2 separate regions of the Hordeum vulgare genome follow, and region 2 is linked to region 1. Evidence: chromatin contacts called from public Hi-C data. All regions are on one chromosome and are shown on one strand. The core of a region is the stretch at or near the end of the contact, and the rest is flanking DNA. Distances in the headings are between cores, read along the strand shown.

The links. Hi-C and Micro-C count contacts between places; a contact is called where the count stands out from the background.
Region 2: a contact with region 1 is called in a Hi-C map of seedling, with 5 times the contacts expected there. The contact joins the promoter of LOC123447281 here to the promoter of LOC123447267 in region 1. A contact is called at or near these places in 4 of 6 Hi-C or Micro-C datasets (leaf and seedling) and 1 of 1 datasets of contacts at active chromatin or transcription factors (embryo).

Annotation. Positions count from the first base shown.
Region 1 is chr4H:11,921,732-11,926,802 of MorexV3_pseudomolecules_assembly, reverse strand. It overlaps LOC123447267 (proteasome subunit beta type-2), which reads left to right and starts at 2,798. Exons shown (of 3, transcript XM_045123857.1): 1 at 2,798-3,081; 2 at 3,210-3,333; 3 at 4,814-5,071. The coding sequence starts at 2,924. It overlaps LOC123447264 (chloride channel protein CLC-d), which reads left to right. Exons shown (of 23, transcript XM_045123854.1): 15 at 1-21; 16 at 120-251; 17 at 356-433; 18 at 509-564; 19 at 646-723; 20 at 1,153-1,309; 21 at 1,387-1,488; 22 at 1,587-1,633; 23 at 1,955-2,350. The coding sequence ends at 2,036.
Region 2 is chr4H:12,236,224-12,241,294 of MorexV3_pseudomolecules_assembly, reverse strand. LOC123447281 (nuclear transcription factor Y subunit A-7-like) reads right to left here and starts at 2,142. Exons shown (of 6, transcript XM_045123871.1): 1 at 1,790-2,142; 2 at 650-958; 3 at 1-103. The coding sequence starts at 947.

The DNA.
Region 1 (5,071 bases), core at 1,549-4,048:
CTTGTTCTTCTAATCTCTAAGGTAAAAACTCTGCAAACATCTACTCGAAGTCTCAAACTCTGTGAACTTCACTCCTCGTTGAACATGCAGAGTGTTGCTTCTGATTTCCGTTCATGTAGGCTGTTGGTGATTTCTTTAATGAGGGGCTATATGAAGAGCAGGCCCGATTAAAGGGCATCCCTTTACTTGACTCTAGGCCTAAACAAGTGATGAGAAACATGAATGCAAAGGATGCCTGCAAGAATCAAAAGGTTCCGATGATTTTTATTCCATTCAAGATGGAAGAAAGAACTATATCTTGTGTCAGTATAGTTCCAAATCCTAACACATCCAATATTTTGGTGTCTGGTGTTAGGTTGTGTGCCTTTCTCGTGTTTCAAGAGTTGTTGATATTGTTTCTGTTCTGCAAAGCAACAAGCACAATGGCTTCCCTGTAAGTAGATGCCAGTTCTATAACACAGCTGCTTCTGTGGGAGGTTTAAATAACAGGTTTTCTTTTGCTGTTCAGATTGTTGAACGTGGGCAGAATGGCGAGTCGCTTGTCATAGGTCTCATACTTCGTAGGTAAGATGCAGTACCATGTGCTCTTGCTTTCTTGGTTTACCTTGCACACTGAACACTGACCCATTTGCCCTCTTCTTTCAGTCACTTGTTGGTGCTTTTGCAATCTAAAGTAGATTTCCAGAATACTCCTTTCCCTTGTGGGCCAGGCATACTGAACAGGTTTGTCTAAGGCTCAGCTTGCGGGTGCTGAACTGTGCGTATTTTATAATCTGCTATGCAAAATTAGGCACAAAAGTAGGCAAAGTCGGTTCAAACAAACACTATAAAAATCTAAAACAGGGAAAACGGATGAGGCAAATGTGATTACAAGAATCCACCACGATGCCAAGGACAGCCTTAGGCCTTGTACAATTTAAGGTGCTTATAGGAGGTGCTTAGAATTTTTTTTTTCTCAAGCACCGGTGCTTATTTGTAAAGGGTAGACGCTTAATTAGGTACCCTTCCTATAGAGATAAGCACTCGTGGTTGAAAAAAAAACGGGTTATTTTACTAAGCACCTTCGCTAAGCACCTTGCGTTGTACAAGGCCTTAAGTAGGAACCAATAGTCTATTGACTGGTAATAATGGACTGTTTTTGCTGTTACACAGGCACAATTTTAGTGACTTTGTTAAGCCAGCTTCAAGTAAGGGGAAGTCGATTGATGATATTCATTTGACGGATGAGGAACTTGGTTTGTATTTAGATCTTGCCCCATTTCTAAATCCGTCTCCTTACATAGTGCCAGAGGACATGTCTTTGGCAAAGGTAAAGCTTGCTTTCATTTGCACTATACACTCATTTCAGTGAGTTGGATATGAGATGATCTTTGTGACGATTCCCAGGTGTACAATCTCTTCCGCCAACTAGGATTGAGGCATATCTTCGTCGTTCCTCGGCCTTCTCGTGTCGTAGGACTGATAACAAGAAAAGATCTCTTACTCGAGGTGATAAGCCACACAATCAGTGCTGTCATATATTCTACAGAAGTTAAGGAAGAGTATTTGGCTGGACATCCTAATCAGCTCTATTGTTTTGATTACAGGAGGACGGCAATACTGCGACAACAGAGCTCCAGTCGACCAGTGTAAGGTCTATATTATCTACTTCTTGCAAGCTGAGCTTTTCGTTGCTGCGCTGTTACGCGCGCTGAACTGAAGTTAGCAACTCTCTCTATATCTCACTGGAAACAGCGCGTAGATTCTAATGCGATGCTCGAGCACATAAGTGTTCAGACGATGTCTCACTGATCACATTCACTAAACCGCCTGCGTTTTGGCGGTGGCATTCTATGCTGCGCTGAATCCACCGGTGCTTGTCTAGAGAAGCATTACATCATTGACCAGGCTGGTGACATTTGCATGTGATGCAACGGCCGTTTTGGGTTGACTTGAGACTGTTTTGTCTTTGCAGAGCCTACCTGAACGGTAAAACGGCAGGGGGGAGCGTGCACCTGGAGCGTCCTCTTCTTGACAGTCTGATGATCGAGCAGTAAATACATAGAAGAACAAGATGTCTCAAAAGACAATTTTGATAACAAGCAGTTAACCTTCCACTGAATGGTACACAAACCAATCAACACCCAATGGACTACATATGCAGGATTCTTCAAGGTCGATGCAACGGGGAGGATGGCCCCATGCGGTGGTGACAAATTAGGCGATTGTAAACAAAAATGTTTATAGACTCACTGATGTTCATACCAGTCATGTAAACCACGAGAAATTGAATTTATTCTGAATTAATTCCTTCGCTGTGGTTGACATGACATGACGAGGAAGATATAGCAGGTCGGTCCGTTCAGGTTTCGGTGGCACCGGTCTCAGCTCCAAACTCGTTGGATCTTGTCATCTCTTTTAGTTTCGGTTCAGTTATCGCTTATAGTACATGTGTTGGCTTTCTCCCTCTCTACAAAAAGTACACACGTATATGGCAAGAGTTGCTGGCAAGTTTTGAAGATGAATATGAAGGCAATCCAAGTCCTTGATCAACTGTTGTATGCGGGCCCTATACGATCCTTTAAATTTGAAGCCAGTCGGAAACTCATAACCATGCTTTGTTAATAGGTCCAACCAACAAGATCTGCTGGCTTCTCGGAGATACCCATAAGGAAAGAAGACATTTCCATCGATTATGAGGCGTGTACTTGCCGGCCTGTAACCGCAAGGCAGCCCAGCCCAGCCCAGCGAGGCCCAAAGTCCTCGTCCCTCTCGGACGTGACTGACTCTCTCGGCTCGTTCCTTTCTTTCTTGGGACCGAAGCCGGACTCGCCTTCGCCTCCAGTCCAGTCCCCCAAATTACAACCCCTCTCGCTCGCCCGTCCGTCCCCAAATCTCTCCCCCCTCACGAACCCCAGCCGAACCAGCAGCGGCGTCGCCGGCGATGGAGTGCGTCATCGGAGTGGTCGGCCGCGACTTCGCGGTGGTGGCGGCGGACACGTCGGCCGTGCAGAGCATCCTCGTCCACAAGACGGACGAGGACAAGATCATGCTCCTCGACTCCCACAAGCTCATGGGCGCCTCCGGCGAGCCCGGCGACCGGTAACCACCTCGCCCGCCCCCCTCCCTCCACGCCCGCGCCGTCGATCCGCCCCGGCCCCGCTTTTTTCCGTTCGATCTGACCCGATCTGGCCTTTTTTTTTAATCCTGGGGGCGCGGGGCGGCAACAGCGTGCAGTTCACCGAGTTCATCCAGAAGAACCTCCACCTCTACCAGTTCCGCAACAACATGCCGCTCAGCACCGCCGCCACCGCCAACTTCACCCGCGGCGAGCTCGCCACCGCCCTCCGCAAGGTGCAGATGCGTACAGCCCTGATTTCCCTTCTGTACTCTCTAGCGGTTCTGCTGTGGATTGCCCGTGACTAGCGTACCTGGGATGGAGGGGCTAGGGTTTGCTATCCCCCGCCTTTATCATAGGCGACACCTCTTCTGATTTACACCCTTTCCGTTTTCTTAGGGTTTGTTCAGGTTACTTCGCTGGTTTAGACCTCTTGTTCGACGGGCAGGGTATGTGGTTGGGGATTTTCGCTCACTTAAATGGGGTCTTATGCCTTACTGTTGTGTAGCCTTGTAGGTTTTCTTATTCGTATTTAAAGTTTGTTGATGAATGCATTGTGTAGCCTTATAGGTTTTCTTATTCGTATTTACAGTTTTTTTATTCGTATTTACAGTTTGTTGATGAATGTATTGTGTAGCCTTGTAGGTGTTCTTATTCGTATTTACAGTTTGTTGATGAATGCTGTCTGTTATTTGTTTGTCAAACATTTTTGGATAAGTTAGATGCCTGTTATACACTCCATTAGTTGGGATACCTCAACTAAATTTTGCATATGGGCTTCAATTGCCTTGACAAAAAAAATCTGTCTAAAATAAAGCGTCGACGGTAGTCCAAGTTGACTGCATGTTTCCATCATTGGGATCATAGAGCAACTTACATAATAGTACTGTAATACAAAAGAACTGTTCTAGAGTACACTTAGCAAATGTGCAGTGGATAGAACTATCACCATGATAGTGCTCCTTCTAAGCTGTCTTTGATTTTCCTATGGGTCATCTGTTCATATTATGGATGATTTTTTTTTCTGTTGTTGCTATCTATGTATATAGTGACATGTAGTTAATTTGGAATTTTGCAATGCCATAAAAATAAAAATCTCTTTATTGTATGTTGCAGATACCAGCTTAATGATGTTTCACTGCATTTTCAGATTAAATTAAATATGTTTGTGATATACCCAGATGAAACTTGACATGATTTCTTATGGACCTTGAGTGTTGTCATCTTTTGCTTGTATTGTACGTAGTATATGATAATTCATTGACTAAAATTGTTGTTTCCATTTGTGAGAACTCATGCAAACTCACTAACATTTTAGAGAGATGTTGCAATATTTTAAATTGCACTAATTGTATAATTCTGAAGTTAGCACATTCACTGTGAGGAAGCAAGTACAGGGCTCAGTCTGTTTTACATTTTGTTGTTGTTTGGCTCCTAGTTGGAAGTTTATTAGAGAGAAATCTTGGCTGCAACTTACAGATTAAAAACTTCTGATATTTAGCGCAGACTTGAGATACACCACCTAACTATTCCATTTGTAACATATAATTGCGTTTACTTTGTGGTCAGCACCTCTGTGACATCTTTTCCCTTTACCTTAGTTTCTGACTGAAATTACTAATGTTCATCAGCAGCATCATAACTGATTTTCGTAGCGCCGTATTCATCTTATTCTCCTGACAATTTCTGATGTTATGTCTTTGTTTCATTTTGCAGAATCCCTACTCTGTAAACATTATACTTGCAGGGTTTGATAAAGATGCCGGTGCATCGATGTACTACATTGACTACATCGCGACACTCCACAAGATCGACAAGGGAGCATTTGGGTACGGGTCGTACTTCTGTTTGTCGCTGATGGACAAGTTGTACCACCCTGACATGACTGTCGAGGAAGCGGTAGACCTTGTTGACAAGTGCATCAAGGAGATCAGACTCCGGCTGGTCGTCGCGCCTCAGAATTTCGCCATCAAG
Region 2 (5,071 bases), core at 893-3,392, 320 kb before region 1:
ATTGGTTGGCTTAGTTCCAGCTGTGAGTATGGTGGTAAATAGTCCGACGCCAAAGCAGGCATCCGGGATGCAGCATGTTGCTTCTCTTCATCAAAGCTTCCATCTGGCATTCAGACAACATCAAGGAAGCGAGTATCAGGTATGTAAATTTGCTTTTAGAGAACCTATTTTGTAGTATTTCGAATGTTGTCTTTGGTGGTGGTTAGAGTGCAGCTGCTGCTAGTGATTGTTCACCGTGACGGCGTCTTTTTTTTTCTTTCTGTTTTCTGTTCTTTTTATATTCTTTTTTGATTGTATGCATCCTTGATGTGTTTCAACATCTTGTTGGTGCAAAGACCGGGTGTAATTGATATCTTTCGCGATGTTAATATGTTTCACTTGTCGAGAAAAGAAAAGGTATGTGAATTGCAGACATGATCATATCCAATGATAACATCAGTTTTTCAGGTGCATAAGTTACTGAAGATATTTACTCTCTATTCAGGGACATTCAGTTTACAAGATGAAGATAGGACATTAGTTTCATCATCATTTTGCTGAAGCCACTCTGCTCACAAAATCCAAGATTTTTCAAAGAAAACAATACAGAGGACAGGAATAAACAAATCATGCAGTAGTAGAAGTAGTAGACAGAACAAGAGACACAAACCTTTTGGTTCCCCTGATCTCGGCGAGTCGTCGTCGCTGCTCTCGCCCCGCGCGTCGTCGTCGTCGTCGACCGTCTTCTTCTTCTTCTTCTTCCCCTGCGCCGCGCCCTTGGCCGCGCCGCCGCCGAGCGGGTTGCTCGACAGGCTGATCCCCGCGGCGCTTCCCGGCGCGACGACGGCCGGAGACACGGCCCCGAACCCGGACCCCGTCCACCAGGGCTGCATCGCCATGCCGCCGGACGGCAGCCCTCTTGGCTCCACCAGGTTGCTCTCCCCCGGCCGCGATCCCATGCCGCTCATAGCTTCTTTTGCTGTTCCAGCAGCACCACCATCAGAACATGGCACACTCGCCGGTCAACGGAGAAGAAGATGCGTTGCAAACTCAGAGCTTGCCCATTCAAAAAAACTCAACTTGCCACGCGCCGGATGCTCAGAAGAACAGACGGATCGTGATCATTAAGAGTACTCTACCAGGAACTGAAGCAATTACTGCTACTGCTACTGAGCAGGATCGAACCAATCAACGACTTTTCTCCGGGTTCACGGCATAGTGATGGTGGTAGCAGCGGCTGACAGATTAGTACAGTACAGTCAATTGACAGTTTGTTCGACACGCACTAACCTGAATCAATCAATGGAACACACAGCAGAACAGTGAAAAGGAGATGATGCTCTAGCTAGAACAGTGCAACCGGGCCGAGGAAGAGAGGCAGGAAATCCTCCGGCGCCCGCCGCCGCCGCCGTCGGAGCAAAGCAAAGCAGTAGCAGACGCCGTCTCCTCGCCTCGCCGGTCGAATTCGACGGATATCGCGCCCTGACCCGCGGCGGCCGGTCTTAACAGCGACCGGCCGGGACTCTCCCCCCCGCCGCCGGCAACGGCTAGCGACGACGTACGCCGCACGAGCGAGATCCCCGCAGCACTCGCTCTCCGTCTCCACTCCCCCGACCCAACCCAACCCAACCCAACCCAAGCCGGTGGAATTCGGATAAGCCTCCTGGCAACTTATCCGTCGTCGCGCATCCGGCGGCGGCGGCCAGAACCAAGAATGGAAACACCCGTCGTCCCGCATCGGAACGAATCAAGAGAAGCGAGCGGAGGAGGATAAAAAGGAGGAGCAGAGGAGCGAGATGAGATGACTGACCACTGGGGGGAGGGCGCGCGGCTCCCGGCCAATAGGGCGTCTTCCTCCTCTCTCTCTCTCTCACTCTAGTCGTTCTGAGAGAGAATCCCGAGAGGCCGGCCGGCCAATCGGCGGCCACAGATGGACGACAGGGGCGAGCTCACTCCACACGCACGCACGCGGGCTGGCTGGCTGGCTGGATGGACGGAACTAAGACGGGATTGGGCGATGGATAATCGCGGTGGTTAACATGACATGGCTGTTAGGACGGGTGGAGGAGCGCGGAGACGTGCGCCGGCGGAAAGGGAAAGGGAAAGCGAGCGCCACGCGGCCGGTGCGAGAGCGACGAGGTGGGTGGCGACGGGAGGAGGAGGAGGAGGAGGAGATAATGCTAGACTAAGCGAGGGGGTGGCGGGTTAATTGCACTTAATTAATTAACTCTATCTATCCACGTACAGTAGTAAGTAATTAAGCTGGTGCCTCGTGTTAATGCTTGGTCTCCTCCTGCGGTCTGGTTGTTGATTAATTAAAATAGTGTGTGCGGCGCTGCCAGGTGGCCCGGGATAGTGCCTGCGGGGGTTGATGACCGTGTGTGCCATGGCATATGCTCTTTTTCCATCCGATATACTCCCTCCGTTTTTAGATATAAATTATTTTAAAGATTATACAACAAACAACATACGTACGTATATAAACTTATTTTACTATATAGATTTTTATAAATTTTAAATTATATGTAATTCGTAGTAAAATGTTTAAAAAATTTATATTTAAAAACGAAGGGAGTAGGAAGATTGATTTCCACCATCCAAAAAAATAACGAAACAATACACTTGAACAGGAAAAAGGCATTCACCTGTAAAATCTAGGGAAAAAAATATATTAGGGTCTATCATAGTTTATGCGGCGCCACACACATGAACTATCGAGTACTTAATGGTTGGTCACAACGAGGAGTAACTTAGAGCACAGCCAGGCTTGGCAAATCCGGCATCGGCCAGTCATCTTAATTAGTACTCCCTTCGTAAATTAATATAAAAATGTTATGTTAGTTCATCGAAGGAGTATATCTTAAATCCAAACAATTACATGCAACTATGTAAATAACGCACACTCATCGTTCAACTGTTGGAAATGGGTAAAGCATCTAACTCCTTTAAACAGGAACTCGCGATGTATTTATTGATATAGTCGAGAGAGGATCTCGTAGGTTTACATAGGTGGTTGATCTAAGGAATAACCAGGAGAGATACACGCGTGAGGTAGAGAGATAAGAGATAAAACATAAAAGATTTACCTATCTCTAAGAGGATTTTTCTTTCAAAAAAAAAACTCTAAGAGGGGACAACTATTTTGTTCGTTTTTTGTCCGTTTAGGTCGACGGACATCAACGTTCGCTTCGGCGTAATGGTCGGCGCTTGCGTCTAACGCTGGTCCGATCCATTTTTATCTCGCGTGAAAAAAAACATTTCTAAAAATAATAAACAAGCATTAATTAAACATTAAAAGCCGGCAACGAAGGCCCGCAAAAGTCCACGCATCCCCATTACATTAATTAAACATAAATAGAACCTAAACTATGAAGCAGCCCTAGGCGTCGTCGTCGTCGGCGGCGGCGTCGCTGAGGTCAACCAACATAGGCGCAGGGCGGACCGAGGGGGACGCCGTATTCCAGAGGGCAGTTGCCTACGCCTTCATCGTCTGTCCTGTCGGCGTGGGTTGTGCTGGTGGCGGTGGGAGCGCAACACGGACGCTCCTCCTCCTCCATCTCTAGTCGTTCCTCCTCCGCCTTCTTCTCCAGCGCCATCTGCCGATGGCCTTCCACGTGCTCCGTCGACAGGTGCTGCGACTTCCAGTGCAGGAGGTAGGCTTCCTCCTACTCCGGTGTCGCGTCCAACTAGATGGGAGGCGCACTCACACACTAGCGGAGGCAGCCGGTCCACTCGTAGACCTCCTGTTGCGGCTCCGTGGGCTCGGTCTTCGGCGGAGGTGACACGACGCAGTCGCCTGCAGCGGACAGCGCGATGGCCTCCGGGAGCCGCTCCTGGTACGTTGCCTCCTCCTCGTCGGCCTTGCACCTCTCTTCCTATCGCTCTCACGGAGAATGACTGCCAGCGCCGCCTCGTAGACGGCCTCCGCCTCCCGGTCCTCCTCGCTAACGACAGGCGGGGGCGATGGAGGGCCTTCTGGCTGCATGCCACGCACGCCGCACCGGCGCTGCTCCTCGTGCTCGACCGCAAACCAGAGCTCCTAGTGGGGAGAGTCGACCGCGTAGCAAGGGTTGAGCCGCTGCTCCAACATCAGCAGACGACGACGGCGACTCGCCTCCTCCGCGTGCATTCGCGCCGACCACGGCACGGCCGACACCGGGATCCTCTCAGTATCCAGATGCCAGTGGTGCAGGAGGATGACATCAGGGGACGGTAGTGGGGCCCGGTGCTCCCAGTGCCACCACGCTTGGTGCACCGGGATGCTGACACGCTCGCGAGGCCGGCGGGAAGACACCGATGGGGAGATCGCGCGGGGGTAGACGGGGGACCTTTCCCTTAGTTAGGACGGAGCCTGCCATGGCACGTGGTGGTAGGGTTTGGTCGCCGACGAGGTGGCGAGATGGGGACGGGTGGGTTCTGGAAGCAGATAAGGCCGAACCCACCACACGCTCGGATTAAAAAAGGTCGATCGCGGCCGCTGACGCGTGGGCCCGTGAAGGGCGGCCGAAATAAATTATGTTGACCGCGGGTGGTTGGGGCGGACACCGATGTTGGGGAACGTAGTAATTTCAAAATTTTCCTACGTCACACAAGGATCTATCTAGGAGAAACCAGCAACGAGCAAAGGGGTAGAACATCTTCATACCATTGAAGATCGCAAAGCGGAAGCGTTACTATGAACGCGGTTGATGGAGTCGTACTCGCGACGACTCAAATCGTGGAAGATCCGATCCGAACACCGAACGTACGGTGTCTCCGCGTTCAACACACCTACGGCCCGGGGACGTATCCTCCTTCTTTATCCAGCAAGGGGGGAGGAGAAGTTGAGGGAGAACTCCGGCAGCACGATGGCATGGTGGCGGTGGAGCTATGTGGTTCTCCGGTAGGGCTTCGCCAAGCACCGCGGAGGAGGAGAAGAGGAGAGGTAGGGCTGCGCCATAGGTGATCAAATCAGGTGTTTGGCTCCCATGCGCCTCCCCACTATATATAGGGGTGGAGGGGGCTGGTTTCTCGCCCTCCAAGTCCATTGGGGCATTGATAAAGGTGGGAGGAAAGAAATCTCATCCTTTCCCTTCCCCACCGATTATTATCC